4 separate regions of the Mus musculus genome follow, and all the other regions are linked to region 3. A link is a contact called in public HiCAR-type, HiChIP or PLAC-seq and promoter capture Hi-C data. All regions are on one chromosome and are shown on one strand. Each heading gives the region's core, a stretch centred on a gene start, on an enhancer-like site or on the middle of the called end of the contact. The rest is flanking DNA. Distances are from core to core; before and after follow the strand shown.

The links. Promoter capture Hi-C pulls out the DNA fragments that hold promoters and counts their contacts. HiCAR-type assays count read pairs that join an accessible place to other places. HiChIP or PLAC-seq counts read pairs in DNA pulled down with a chosen protein or histone mark.
Region 1: a promoter capture Hi-C map of embryonic stem cells shows a contact between it and region 3, with 2.6 times the contacts expected there. The contact joins the promoter of Il15ra here to the promoter of Rsu1 in region 3. A contact is called at or near these places in 1 of 39 promoter capture datasets (embryonic stem cells), 1 of 115 datasets of contacts at active chromatin or transcription factors (astrocytes) and 1 of 9 other capture datasets (liver).
Region 2: a contact with region 3 is called in an H3K27ac HiChIP or PLAC-seq map of embryonic stem cells, with 5 times the contacts expected there. The contact joins the promoter of Cacnb2 here to the promoter of Rsu1 in region 3. A contact is called at or near these places in 1 of 39 promoter capture datasets (pre-B cells), 2 of 484 Hi-C or Micro-C datasets (bone marrow-derived macrophages and embryonic stem cells), 5 of 115 datasets of contacts at active chromatin or transcription factors (astrocytes, embryonic forebrain, embryonic stem cells and 2 more) and 3 of 9 other capture datasets (adipose tissue, embryonic stem cells and liver).
Region 4: a contact with region 3 is called in a HiCAR-type map of astrocytes, with 4 times the contacts expected there. The contact joins the enhancer-like site here to the promoter of Rsu1 in region 3. A contact is called at or near these places in 2 of 39 promoter capture datasets (hippocampal neurons and pre-B cells), 1 of 484 Hi-C or Micro-C datasets (B cells), 3 of 115 datasets of contacts at active chromatin or transcription factors (astrocytes, forebrain and large pre-B cells) and 1 of 9 other capture datasets (liver).

Annotation. Positions count from the first base shown.
Region 1 is chr2:11,703,975-11,707,200 of GRCm38.p6, forward strand. It overlaps Il15ra (interleukin 15 receptor, alpha chain), which reads left to right and starts at 1,738. Exons shown (of 7, transcript NM_008358.2): 1 at 1,738-1,970. The coding sequence starts at 1,874.
Region 2 is chr2:14,602,532-14,605,714 of GRCm38.p6, forward strand. Cacnb2 (calcium channel, voltage-dependent, beta 2 subunit) reads left to right here and starts at 1,775. Exons shown (of 14, transcript NM_023116.4): 1 at 1,775-2,027. The coding sequence starts at 1,920. It overlaps Gm32741 (a long non-coding RNA gene), which reads right to left and starts at 2,054. Exons shown (of 4, transcript XR_374017.4): 1 at 1,045-2,054; 2 at 614-686.
Region 3 is chr2:13,270,034-13,273,514 of GRCm38.p6, forward strand. It overlaps Rsu1 (Ras suppressor protein 1), which reads right to left and starts at 1,382. Exons shown (of 9, transcript NM_009105.4): 1 at 1,167-1,382; 2 at 878-989. The coding sequence starts at 986. Gm13270 (a long non-coding RNA gene) reads left to right here and starts at 1,544. Exons shown (of 3, transcript XR_865976.2): 1 at 1,544-1,679.
Region 4 is chr2:14,639,648-14,642,897 of GRCm38.p6, forward strand. The region is part of intron 2 of Cacnb2 (calcium channel, voltage-dependent, beta 2 subunit); the gene reads left to right. Among named protein-coding and RNA genes, the nearest start is that of Gm32741, 37 kb to the left of the region's middle. Within about 2 kb of position 1,579, at least 30 of the 459 cell types and tissues checked have an H3K27ac peak or open chromatin away from gene starts, as enhancers often do. A contact at or near this core is called in astrocytes and forebrain, where this site is marked.

The DNA.
Region 1 (3,226 bases), core at 488-2,987, 1.6 Mb before region 3:
CAGAACCTCATGTGACCCGAGCTGGCAATGAAGTTGCTGTGTAGTAAGTCTGGCTTCTAGTCCTCTCGACTCTGCCTCCTATGAGCTGGGACTCAGGAGTGTGTACCACCATGCCTGGCTACCTCTCCTTTTTTGATATTTGAAAATGTCCATCATAAAAGGAGTGTTTCTAAGTTTGAAGCACATAAAATGTTGGCATTCATTATACTTTTTAAAAAACGTGTGTGAATGCTGACTATACATTTGTCTGTGTACTGTGTGCATGCAATGCCCAAAGATGAGGGAGCTGGATCCCCTGAAACCAGAATTATGGACAGTGATGAGCACCATGTGAGTGTTGGAACCCAGTACCTTTGGAAGAGCATACAGTTCTCTCTCTCTCTCTCTCTCTCTCTCTCTCTCTCTCTCTCTCTCTCTCTCTCCATCCAGTACTCTTAACCGCTGAGCTATCTCTCCAGGTTTTTCATTGACTATAAGAGACTGGAATATGTGGTTTCTGATCCTCTCTCTGAATTTTTATTGTGTGTATTTCATATTTATTGTGCCAATCTTAAGACTCTTTAGGGAAGAGGGTCAAGTATAGAGCTCACTGTTGTCCACCATGCCTAGGGGATGGGTGACTTCAATCACACGTCATTCCATTCTTTCCAAACAGAATCAGCATGCGTTCTCTCAGTAGCTTCATTATGGTGCCAGATTGTATTTAGGGACCTATAGACTGAAAGGCAGGCGTGTCTGTCTTCTTACGCCACATCTACATATTTAAGGGCGTTTCTGACTGAGCACTCATGTCCGTCTGTCCCCCCACCCCTTCCCCAGATCTGGTCCTCCACAGTATGGGACTTAAAATTCCAGTAAAGTTTTTTTTGTTTGTTTGTTTTTTGTTTTTAATTAATCCACACACTTAGAAGGGGATGTCTTTCTTAGACTCTGAAGAGTTGTGTATTGACTAAAGAAATTATATGTGAGGTACAAAGATGAATAATGTACCTTCCTTCTTTCTTCCTCCTCCTCTTCCTTTCCTCTTCTTCTCTCCCCTCCCCCTCTCCTCCCTCCTCTTTCTCCTCTTCTCCTTTTCCTTCTCTATATCTTTTTCTCTCCCCCTCTTCCTCTTCCCTGTCTTTCCTCCTTTTTCTATTCTTTCCCCTCCCTCTCCTCTTCACCCCTTCTTCCATTTCAAACACTTGGCACTTTCTTGAGTTGGAAAGGTACAGCCGGAAGAAGGCAAAGTGTCCAAGGCCTGGCCACTGCCAGCACCACTGCAGGCAGGCAGCCAGGAGCAGCTGTGTGGAAGCCAGGAGCAGCTTGGAGCCCGAGTGCACCAGGAAAGTGACCCGGGTGTAGAATCGTCCGCCCAGAACTTCCCGTTGGCTGCACTGGGGCGACACCTATGCAGTCGCCCAAGGACACAGAGCACGGACAGTCAAGCTCAGGGCTACTTAGAGGGAAACTCTGAAAGTTGAAATCTGAAGGTCAGCAGCCAGGACAGATGACAAGTGAACAAGGCTGAAGTCAGGTGTGGGCGCAGAGTGGATTCAAAGGAGTTTGCCTCTGCAGGGAAGACAGCATTAAGGAATGAAAAGGGAGATCGCCGGCTTCTACGGGTGAGGGCCCCCGCGCGCGCTTCGGGGGACAGGAGCAGCCCAACTGGGGAGGGGGCGTCACTGCAGGCTGCCGGGGCTTCTTCCAAAGCAGGGGTGGGGATGCTGAGTCACAGATCTGTCACCACTTCGCACCTCTCTGCAATCCGGGGGCTAAAGCAAAAGCGAAAGCGAATACTCCTTAGCAGCGGTCTGGTCCTGGAGCTGAGCTCGCCACCTCCCAGGGACCCCAGCCTTGCGTCCCGTTGGGTCACTGCTGGGGACAATTGGCCATGGCCTCGCCGCAGCTCCGGGGCTATGGAGTCCAGGCCATTCCTGTGTTGCTGCTGCTGCTGTTGCTACTGTTGCTCCCGCTGAGGGTGACGCCGGGTAGGGAGCATCATGCGCCGGAACAGGGGAGCAGAGGGGGACCCCAACGCCCAGCTGAACTTGATTCGTGTGTGTGTGTGTGTGTGGGGGTCACATCTTCTGGGAACTGAGCCAGGAGTCCAGCTGAGAGGATCGCAGTGGGTCTGGGGGTGATGGAGGGAGCTGGGTGGGGGTGGGGGGACACGTGGAGGGAGCCTGGGAGAGCGCAGATAAGAGAGTGGCCCCTTGCCCTGCTCTAGACTGGCTCCCGGACCATACGTGCAAGGGAGTTGAGCGATCCCACCGGCGTTTCGGCGACTTAGGGAGAGCAGGTCTGACAAGTTCGATAAGACTTAAAGAACTTAGAGAAATGTGTGAGTGTGCCTCTGCCAGCCCACCTGGCGCAGCTGTGGGGTGTCGCGCCTGTGGGGTTCCAGGAGGGGCTTGAGGAAAAACCACCCTTCATGACTTTCAGGTCAAAGTAAATTAGATGGAAGGCACTGGGCAAAGTACTGCGCTCCGCGGGAGGAAAAACAAAACAAAACAAACAAACAAACAAACAAAAACCACGTGTGGAGCAGGCAGGTTGCGCATCTGAACGCTACAAAACAGGTCCAGGTTCTCAAGCGCACTGGCAACTTGGGGCCCGGACGATTGGAGAGGAGGAGAGACTGTTTTCCCATGGAAGAAGGGGTGTCACATGTTCCAGAATGTGTCGTCTAGATCTAATCTCGGGAAGAATGAATTGAGACTCCTAGTTTTGTTCCAATAGGTCTAGAAGGAAAGAGCGAGAACAGTTGGGTCTAGCAACGTCCGGACCCAGGATGTCGCATCTTTTTATAAACATGAAATTCTTCAGAGTCTGTTAAAAAAATCTACGTACTCCCTGCACAGAAATGTGTGTGAAAGCACATGCTTGCAAATGTGCACAGGATTTGGGGACCGAGGACAATGACGTCATCCATGGACTTTCCTGCAAGTTAGCAATTCCTTAGCCCTGAGTGTGTTTTAAAGCAAGATTTCCCAGTGATGGGCGTCTGACTCAGTCTCCTTGGAACTTGGTCATAGTTATCCCACACAGACTTGAGCCTGGGGTTGGCTCTGTAGGGGTGTTACGGGGCTTCATTTATTCTTGGGTCCCCACCCTCCATCTGTAAAGCTGGAGTGTGTTGGTAAATTCCTCTTAACTGGATAGCAAAGAATGGTCCTGAGATTTCAGAAATAGCCTGCAGATATTCCAAATAGTCTGAAAGTGAATGTGGTTTCAGTCCAGCTCA
Region 2 (3,183 bases), core at 525-3,024, 1.3 Mb after region 3:
GGGCCTCTCCTCCTATTGATGACTGACTAGGCCATCCTCAATTACATATGCAGCTAGAGCCATGAGTCCCACCATGTGTTTTCGTTGGTTGGTGGTTTAGTCCCAAGGAGCTCTGGGGGTACTGGTTAGTTCATATTGTTGTTACTCCTATAGGGCTTCAAACCCCTTCAGCTCCTTGGGTTCTTTCTTTAGCTCCTTCTTTGGGAACCCTGTGCTCTGTCCCATGGTTGGTTGTGAGCATCCACTTCTGTATTTGTCAGGCACTGGCAGAGCTGCTCAGGAGACAGCTTTATCAAGCTCCTGTCAGAGGTCACCCCCTCCCCCAGGTAAAAAAAGGAAGCTAATACTTAGGTCTTAGTTAACATTAGTAACATGTAATCCAAATGGCAATAAGACTGAAGATTTGGAAAACCAACGGCACTTTGTATATGCTTAAATCTTTAAACATACCGAGATCTGTTTTTTTTTTTTTCCTTCCTTTAAAAACAAAAACAAAAAAATTCTGGCTCAATCCAGTGTATGGTAGACATCTGCTTAATGAAAACAGCTCAGTTTAAGAAGAACACGGTACTGTATTTCATCATCATAGTCAAACACAGTATACAAAGTTTACCTTAGTAAAAGGTCTCTGTGTGTATTTCAGCTTGCACAACTGTTATACTTTGTTTCTGCTCGGTGAGTGCTACCTAGAAAATTTGTATGTAGATTTTTTTTTCAGTGCAAGAAAGGTTGTCAAAGCAAAGCAGCGTCTTATGAGCAATACTAGAACGGAAAATAATTCCTTCTCCTCCTCCTCCTCCTCCTCCTCCTCCTCCTCCTCCTCCTCCTCCTCTCCCTCCTCTTCCTCCTCCCCACTCCTTCTTCTCCTTCTCATCGTCCCCCTCCTCCCCGTGCCCCTCTTCCCCTCCCCTCCTTTTAGTTTCTTTGTTTTTAATTGAAAGCTCACACAATGTACTCTGATCATGGTTCCCCTCCTCCATCTCCTCCCTACCTCTCCACCCATCCAACTACAAGCGAACCATTATTCCGGTTTTACCCTCTTACCAAGAATTTCGGGGTCCTTAAAAACCTGCTTATTTTTGTCTCAACGGTTACACTAAGACTTCTCAACTGCGGGGAGGGGGTGCGCTGGGGGCGGGAACGATATAGTCTGCTAGCAAAGACAAGCTCCTAGCAAAGACAACAAAAACAAAACAGGCCATCACAAACCAAAAAGCTAGGGCACAGGTGTAGTAGAACCAATTGTCAGGTCAGGACCATGTGGGAGGAAGTCTTAGTTCATCACTGGCACTTGTTTTCTGACTCCTCGAGTGCTTTCACTCATGCTTTTGCAGAAGTTCGGGGTCTGTCTGTAGCCTTTTTCGAATCATGGAGAGTTTCAGTTTAGGGTCTAACCCTGTGGATCTTTTTCCTCCTCTGGACTCCAGGAAGAGGAGGTGAACTGAGCAGCTGGGCCAGTTACCTCCCTAGGGAGCTGCGACTGGCTGGCTTTCGTGGCTTCGAAAACTTTCCAGCGCGAGTGCCACGGCGACGGGCCGCAGCTGAGTCGGAGCCCACGCGGCCCGCGCCTCCCGCGAAGAACTTTTCGGAGTGGCGGTGGTTTGTCACTCTCGCTTTCCGACGCGCCTCCCCCCTGGCTCGTGCTCCCGGAGCGCCCTCCTCCTGGCGGGGACCTTCCCTGGAGCCAGCCCGCCCAGCAGTCCCAGCCTCCGCCGCTCGCGGGCCCAGAAGCTCCAAAGAACTGGCGCCCCTCGCCCCGGCCACCCAGCCTCGTGCCTGCGCCACCGCCTAGTCTAGGCTTTGCAACATGCTTCAGCGGCGTCGCGCGCACTGAGAGCCTCCGATCCTGGGGCGAAGAGGAGCGGGGGACCCGGGTCGTGGAGGAGGGGACCCGCAGCCTTGGAGTCGACTTTTTGCCGATGGTCCAAAGCGACACGTCCAAGTCGCCTCCCGTAGCGGCGGTGGCGCAGGAGAGCCAGATGGAGCTGCTGGAGAGCGCGGCTCCCGCGGGGGCGCTCGGAGCACAGGTAGCCACTGCGCCGCGCCTTCTGCTGGCTTTGTGAGCCTCAGAGCCCCGACCTCAGTCCCTCCCGCTGCCTCCTCTCCCTCATCGCGAACCGCGCCTCCCCCTCCTGCTCCGGTCTCCTTCGCCACCTCCTCCCGCCCATCCCGGTGCTGCTGGGGGACCCTGCCCCTGCGCGCCTTCCACGGGCTCTGCTCCGGCTTCCATTTTTTTGTTTGTTTGTTTGGTTGGGTTTTTTTGTTTTGTTTTCTTTTGATTTTGCCCCCTTTGCTTTCTGAAAAGCCAGTGGGAAGGGGCGAGGACGACCTGCCGCTCCTCCCCGGCTTTTCCCGGGCCACGCCGCTTGGCTGTCCGCGCCCCTGCCCTGGAGAAGCACATGGAGAGCCATGGACCAGGCGAGTGGACTGGACCGGCTCAAGATCGTGAGTCCGGGCGGGCGGGAAAGGGATCCGCATCCTGCATCGCTGTTTCCGCCGCTGCCTCTGGTGGTCTCTATTGGGAGCTAGGCAGGGAGGTGAGGTGTTATGCAGGGGTCAAGGTGGGCGTGGATCCCCTTGCCTTCTCCCCGGAGAGCAGCCCCAACCCCCCTCAGCACCTGGGGCGCTGTGCCACCCAGACAGTTCAGCTAGCTGTCCTCTTTCCAGGGTTTGCCTGGACCCTTGTTTCTTTGCTGGAAGAAGAGAGCAGAGTGTTGTGGGTGAGAAAGTTTTTGTTTCTGTTTACCCCGAAATGGCATGCCATTCTAGCGGCTCCTGGGTTCCTTTCTCTGATGAGTATTAGCGGTTTCTGGAAAAATTCTGTCCTGCTGCTCATTGTGAAATAGGAGATGTCGGTTGTAGGCGTGGAGTGTGATAAGGTGGCTTTTACGTAAAGCCTTGGCAGGTACAGTTGGGATTCCAGACACCCCCAGATCTGGGCGGAAAGGAGTTCCTCAACTTTTATTCTTGGGGTAAAGCCTTCAAACCTGACACTTGAACTACTTGGAGAGTGCTGGGAAGAGGTTAGGGTGAATCCAGGAAGAATATTTCTCCTCTGCTTAATGGCTTTGGCTTGCTCATGTCAAGTCCATATTTGCCAGATGGTAAATTGTGATATTTGTATGAATAATAATACATAACATAAAATACACTGGGACGAGGTCTTACTGTGCAGTAGAGGGG
Region 3 (3,481 bases), core at 132-2,631:
TGGAATGAATGCATGGAAGGGATCGGTTTATGATCAGAATCAGACCTTGTATGTCCCGCTGAGGAATGTGGGGGTACCACTCTCAACAGTTAAGCTCTCAGAGGATCCAAATGAAGTCACAGGAACCTACAGAAGCGTGGTGACTTACTTAAAAAGTGTTTTCAAAGACCAGAATTAGTTTGCAGAATTTAAAGATCATGAAAAAGTGGACACTAGAATTCTCAACACAAAATCTGGCGATAGTGATGCAGCATTTACACATGGGGATAACCGTCTCCATGTGGAGAAGAGGAGATGCCCATGAGAAGGGCACAGGCAATGGAGTTTATGACCATTCCCACTTGTACTGAGTTCCCTGTCTGGTTTTACAGATGAGAAAAAAACAATAAAGTAAGAGTCATATAAGTTCACAGCTGAAAGCAACACCCTGATTAAACGGGTGCTGAGCTTGGATCACAAGATTGAGCAATGCCTGAACACAAATGGGAGAATGACCCAGGAATACGTAATGAAGGAAAATGTTGAAAATACTACTGGCACAAGAATTCTTACTATGCATGTAATTTTTGAGTACCACCAGCTCATGATTCATAGAGTAAAACGTGACTTCCAAATTACAAACAAAAATGGCTACTTGGGACACTACATGGAAGATGGACTTCAAAGCTATGAAGCTCCCTCACCCGCTGAGAAGGAACTGCAGCACACCTCGTGTGACGTTCTCATCTGGTTCACCAGTCCCAGCAGAACTAACTGTGGTTTGCAAGCTCCTGACAAGTGACCAAGTGACGAGCAAAGGTGGAATGGCAGGCTTCCGAAACTCGCCTCCCAAGAGAGCAGTTACTTACAAACTTAGCAACTGTCCAAGAGAACTTACACAAGCCGTTGACATCCAACATACTGGAGATACCCCTGTCACTCATGTCCACTTCCGGCTGGTTCTTCTCCCTGCTCTCCTCCACCAGCTTCTTCAGTGACTTGGACATGTTCTGTAGCAAAGGACAACAAAGCACGTGGATGATGGCAAAAATGGGAGCCTGGGGGTTGTGGGGCAGGTTAAGGCAGGAAAGGAGCAGAGGCCCAGGCTGAATTCTCCAGGGCTGCCTAGGGGAGAATGGGTATCACCATGGAGTCCTTAATGGAGGACTTGGACCCCGCACACTCACCGCAGCGAGCAACACCTGGTGGGTGTGATTAGGGACCTGCAAGGGAAACTCGGGTGGAGAGCGATGAACTGGATCAGCCGAAAACAGGATCCCGCAGCAGGAACACACCCTGTCCCAGCGATCGCGCAGGCGCACACAAAATCCGGCCAACCCCACGCCCCTCCCGGCCTGACACTTCCCAAATTAGGAGAACTGTTTCCCAGCTGTGGCTCCAGGCGAGGCTCTGCCCACTGAAGAAAGTGGACCCCGAGGCGGACCAATCGTACACGTTTTAGTCTCAGAGACTCCGCCCTACGCTGAGGAACGCCCATCTTCTTGAGTTTGGAACTTGAATTGGACTCAGCAAGTGCATGTGATCTAGATTCTGCGCATGCTCAGTAAGCTAGCTGAAGGACAAAGTTCTGTGGGCGGAAGCAGGGGATTCTAAGCTGGTCGCTGGTACCGAGGTAGACTCTTAGAATGCAGCTTGTGTTGAGGGATTTGGAGTTCCGTCCTGAGAAATCCACAAGTCAGGTACTCTCTTTTGTCCTGCGTCTTTCGTTGCCGGTCCCCTCCCACGGAGAGTTGTTACCGTGAGTCCCTCGTGTGCCCCTGGCTGTCGCAGACCTGGTGGAGGTATGAGGTCTGGATTATGGTAAAGATTCTGAAGACAAAGATTCCGCCCGAAACTTATGTCCTCAGCTGGTAACTCACAGGTTTCTGTATCTAACTGTTTTGCTCCGTTCCTTTTGGTCTTGGGAACTGGAATCTATCTCCCTTAGGGTTAGATGCTAACAGTAAACCACGACTATGTCAGAAGTCTGAGTTGGTGTTTACACCCATGAACCGTGAAATCTTGGCTCTTAGAACTCTCCCACTTTCTTCAAATAGAATGGATGGATAGATAGATAGATAGATAGATAGATAGATAGATAGATAAACTTTCTGCTGACCCTCTGGGTTCTACCTCCTAATGACTAGATCTTGATGACCCAGTAAAAAACTTAATCTTAGTGACAATTTCACACTATTAAATAGGAAATCATTCCAGAATTATTCCTCTGGCATTAGGTACATGACAGATAAGCAGTCAGACAGACGTGCAGAAGTTTAGACACACATATATAAGCAATGAGCCAAGCAGGTACTAGAAAAAGATTCGGCACTTTGAATTTGAAAGCAGAAATTTCTCCTTAAACACACTTCAGATGAAACGATGATACTTGCAATGCAGGCAACTTGCATTGTCCAGGCCTCATCACTTTTTTTTTTTTTTTTTTTTTTGGTTTTTCGAGACAGGGTTTCTCTGTATAGTCCTGGCTGTCCTGGAACTCACTCTGTAGACCAGGCTGGCCTCGAACTCAGAAATCCGCCTGCTTCTGCCTCCCAAGTGCTGGGATTAAAGGCATGTGCCACCACGCCCGGCTTGCCTCATCACTTCTTAAGCTAGACATTTGCTGAGAGCACTGATCTAGCACAGTCTCATACAAGCTGTGGATGCAGTTTCAGTTTCTGTGAGCCCTCTAAGCCCAAAGCATCAATATTTATTAGTGCTTTTTGAAAGGTTACTGATAGTTTTTCTCTGGCTGTTTCTGATGGAGATAGTTTTACTATATAAGTTTAAAGCATCATTTAGGGCTGGTGTAACAAAACGCCATAATTCTGAAGGCTGGAAGCCCAAAGTCAAATGCAGGAAGATTTGATGTCTTCTACCCCTACCCTGCCCCCTTAGCCTGGAGACTGCCGCCTTTCTTTGCACCCTCACATTACTTTCCCTCACCCCAGTTCAGTTCATCCTCCACGCAGCTATGATGACCACAGCAGATCTCTTGCATCATGACCTTCCCTTCTTCCTCTAATGGATATTTCTTTTTCTCAGCAGCTCTAAAGACAATAAGTTTAACCTTACCTCTGTTTGCTAAGTCAGTTTGTTTCAACAGTCTACTTTTGTTGGCTCCTCAGGCAAGAGTCTTTTTTGGTAATTGATCTTAGTTAACATTTCATGTTCAAGCCTGAAGACCTTGGCTGATTTTTCTGCATGATTTGTGTTGTTTCCTGACCCCCTCTCACTGTTGTAAGTGGATTTGTTTCCGTCTAAGTCTGCATCCTTTTCTCCCTGAGTTATTTGTTACGTTTCTTTAGAGACAAGAGTACAGTTCTGTGCAGAAAGTCATCCCCAACCTGCCTTTGCTGGTGCAGGGGAATGGCAGTTATGAGTGTCAGCTATACTACTTCCCCTACTTCCTGCCTTACCATCTCTCACTGCAACAGGCAGCCACACACACAAACAACTCCTGGACCAGCAATTCCCATCTCCGTTGTGCTCCTGTCTTGAA
Region 4 (3,250 bases), core at 329-2,828, 1.4 Mb after region 3:
TTTTGTTTATGTGTCATCTCTCTGTGTATGTGTTTTTCTTGATTTTCTTTCTTTTGTTTTTTGCTTGTTTGTTTTTGGTCTGGTTGGTTTGTTTCTTGCTCTCTTTTGTTTTGGTTTCTCCTGTTTGTCTTCTAAAAAAAGGGAAAGAAGGCACAGAGTTCAGTTGGTGGGGAGATGGGGAGGATCTGAAGAAGATGAGGGAAGGGAAGCCATGATCAGAATAAATTGAATAAAAAAAAACGTAAAAAGTAAATACCAATCCTGTTTTGAGGGTGGTTATACCTTTCAAATGGAGGGTCCATCAAACTCCGATAAGTGAAACCCAAATATGTACTGTGCTTTCATTGCGCTCAGTACTGACATTTAAGGCTCACCTGATGTTGCCATGGGGATGCAGACACGTAGAAGAAGCCATGTGCTTGAAACTCTGGAGCCTTTGAAGTCCAGGGAAGAGGTGTTAGATATGCCTAGTAATGAATTCTCGGGGGAGCCTGGAATGTTTCAGACATGAAATTTTGCAGGTATAGAAGTGACTAAAATATAAACCGGGAGCTGAATATCAATAGAGCTCCTGTGTTTCTCTTTGTAAAGAGAGAGGGACAGAGAGTAGGACTTCCAAGTAGGTACTATGTTGCTGTGGATCAGTTGCACAAATAGTTCCTTTTATTTGTGCCTTTCTGTAGAGATGACTTTGGGCAATGGAGTGGCACTAAGCACTTTCATTGAAATTCTACTTTTTATTTTGTTTGAACATGATATAAAAATATAACAATTATCTGGAGGAGCCTAGGGAAAATAAATCATATAAATGGCAAGAATAGTGTATGGGAAATTGTAGTAAATTGATGTGTATCCTAAGATCCTGACTTAGGGCTCTCTGTGCCCCATGGATGGAGAAAGTGAGCACACCCCTCCAGGAGGGCAGAGTCCCTGGCCAGACTGGTCCTCTTCCTCCCTGCCTCCCACCCTACCACCGCTTTCTTTCTACTTATTCTGGAACCCAGCCAGTCATTGGCATTAAATACGGCAATTTTTATGCTCATATTTGATTTAACTTTAGAATCAAGTCACTCCAAATACACCACACACAGAAATTTATTTCTACTCGTGAAATTTTTGTGTAAAGATACTGGCTCCCAGTAGATTTTAAAGATTAAATTCAGGGTTGTTTTTTGTTTGTTCGGTTTTGTTTGTTTGTTTTGCCAGTTATTTTAGTCTGGCAGTGCATTATTTTTTAATCTGGGACACCTGCACACAGGTTACTTCTTTTTGCTTATTAATAAACACATGTGTATATTTTATTTTCAATCCATTTAACCTGGAAGAATGAGTTTAAAACTCAGTTCAGAGAAGCAAGCTCCTGCCAAATTTCCTCCTCAATTAACTTTCCTCTGACTCACAGAATTTCCTGAAAACACATTTGCCTTCTACTTAGAAAAGGTGTTGTTCTTCATGAGGTTGATATAGATGCAGCTTTCAAAAGAGACATATCCCAAAGATTCCATCCGATGCTTGTGTGTGCAAGTTGGCATAGCTACGGGTCTGCTTCCTCTGCTGGCTGGAGCTGTGGCTATTTATAGCTTCTTTTCTTGGCTTCCAAGTGAGCATATCAGTGAGTATTTATTCAAGGGAGAATTCTGAGGCCATATAAGACTGTAGTTTAGAAACCTAGTGGCCTCTTTTGCCTTCACTCACTGGATAGAGAAGAATGGTCTCCTATTGGCCAGTGTAGAAATGTAGAAGGATGCAGTGAATGATGAGACTTCTCACTCTAACCTCCAGATATCCCCAGGACACGTGAATGAGAACTGGAGTCATCTGCAGGGGAAGTAAACTTGTAGAAGCTGGAGCAGAGGGAATGCATTCCTAAATGAAATGAAGAACTAGCTGAAATCTTCAGTCCCTTTGAGTTGTGAGCAATACCTTGTGCTGTTGTTGTTGATATCAGAGGCAAAGTGCATGCACCCCTCAGGGCCAGTGAGCACCCATCATGCTGCCAGGCCTGGCAGAACGAGGTCATGGGAAACAGAATGTGGATCACAGAGAGAGCACTGGCTTGTTTTCTTTGCCACAAGCGATGTGAATGAGGGTCCTCTCCCTCATCTTCCATGCCATTCTCTGCAAAATGAGAAATTAAATCACTTGTAAATATCTGGCCCAGAGCCAATGCCAGTCACATTAGGAGAAGTCCGTGGAGAAGGTAAAGGTGAAGGAATACTAGCTAGCTTTCTCTGAGAATCCATTGCTTGTGCTTTTAGCCAAAAATGAAAGCAGACGGCCAGGTGTAGCTTTGAAATCCATTTTCATTTCCATCTTCCCCTGATCCTGCCTTTTTGTGCCCACTGACCCACAGTCACCTTCCCCTTGAAATTCTTCATCTGAGAGATTGATGAAAATGATCCTTTCCAATCCCCCTCCTCTCACAAAACTTCCATCCTCCCTGACAAGGGGAGGTAAGGCAAGGCTGACAGTTTAAAGACAGCCTCCCAAATTAATACTCTATTTTTTGTCCAATATTTTTTATTCACTATACTTCCCAATCACAGTCCCCGCTCCCTCCTCTCCTTCCAGTCTCTCCCTTACAATCTTCCTCCCATTGCCTCCTCACCTTCTCCCCAGAGAAGAACATTTCCCGCCACCAATACCAACCCACCATGGGACATCTAGTTAATATTCTTACTACTCTTTGTAGTGAGTAAACAGAAGGCTAGAGTCTCAGGTAACCTGCCCAGCCTTTTTCATACTTGGTCCCAAGGTTTGGCCTTGAGAGATAGTGACATACTCCCTGCAGTCTTCCTGAGGTTTAAAAGAAGGACCTTCTTGGAGTTCTGGCATTTCAGATAAACTTCAAATAGCAGCGGAACAAATGGAATCCCAAGAAGTGCTGTGAATGCTGAAGGCATCCTAGCTCTCTGCTCTGAGATGTAGGCATTAACTGTAGTGTCCAAGGCATGTCTTCAGAGGAATGATAGTCTGGGGGGGGGCTCCCTTTTCCCTGACCGCCTCTGAGCAGGTAGTGGCCTACTTCATTGGCTCATTTATATCTAGGGTGCTTGTTCATAAATATTATTTTTCTACTGTGTTAGTGGAAGAAACCCAGGGTCTCAGATATCTTCATGGACACTTCAGCCACCGAACTCCTTTGCTAAATTGTTGGTTGGTTTTTTAGTAGCTTATAAGAGGTTTAAACACTCAGATGAAATTTTATAATGGTTGGAGGGTTGATAGTGGAGTTGGATTGGTAAGGCAC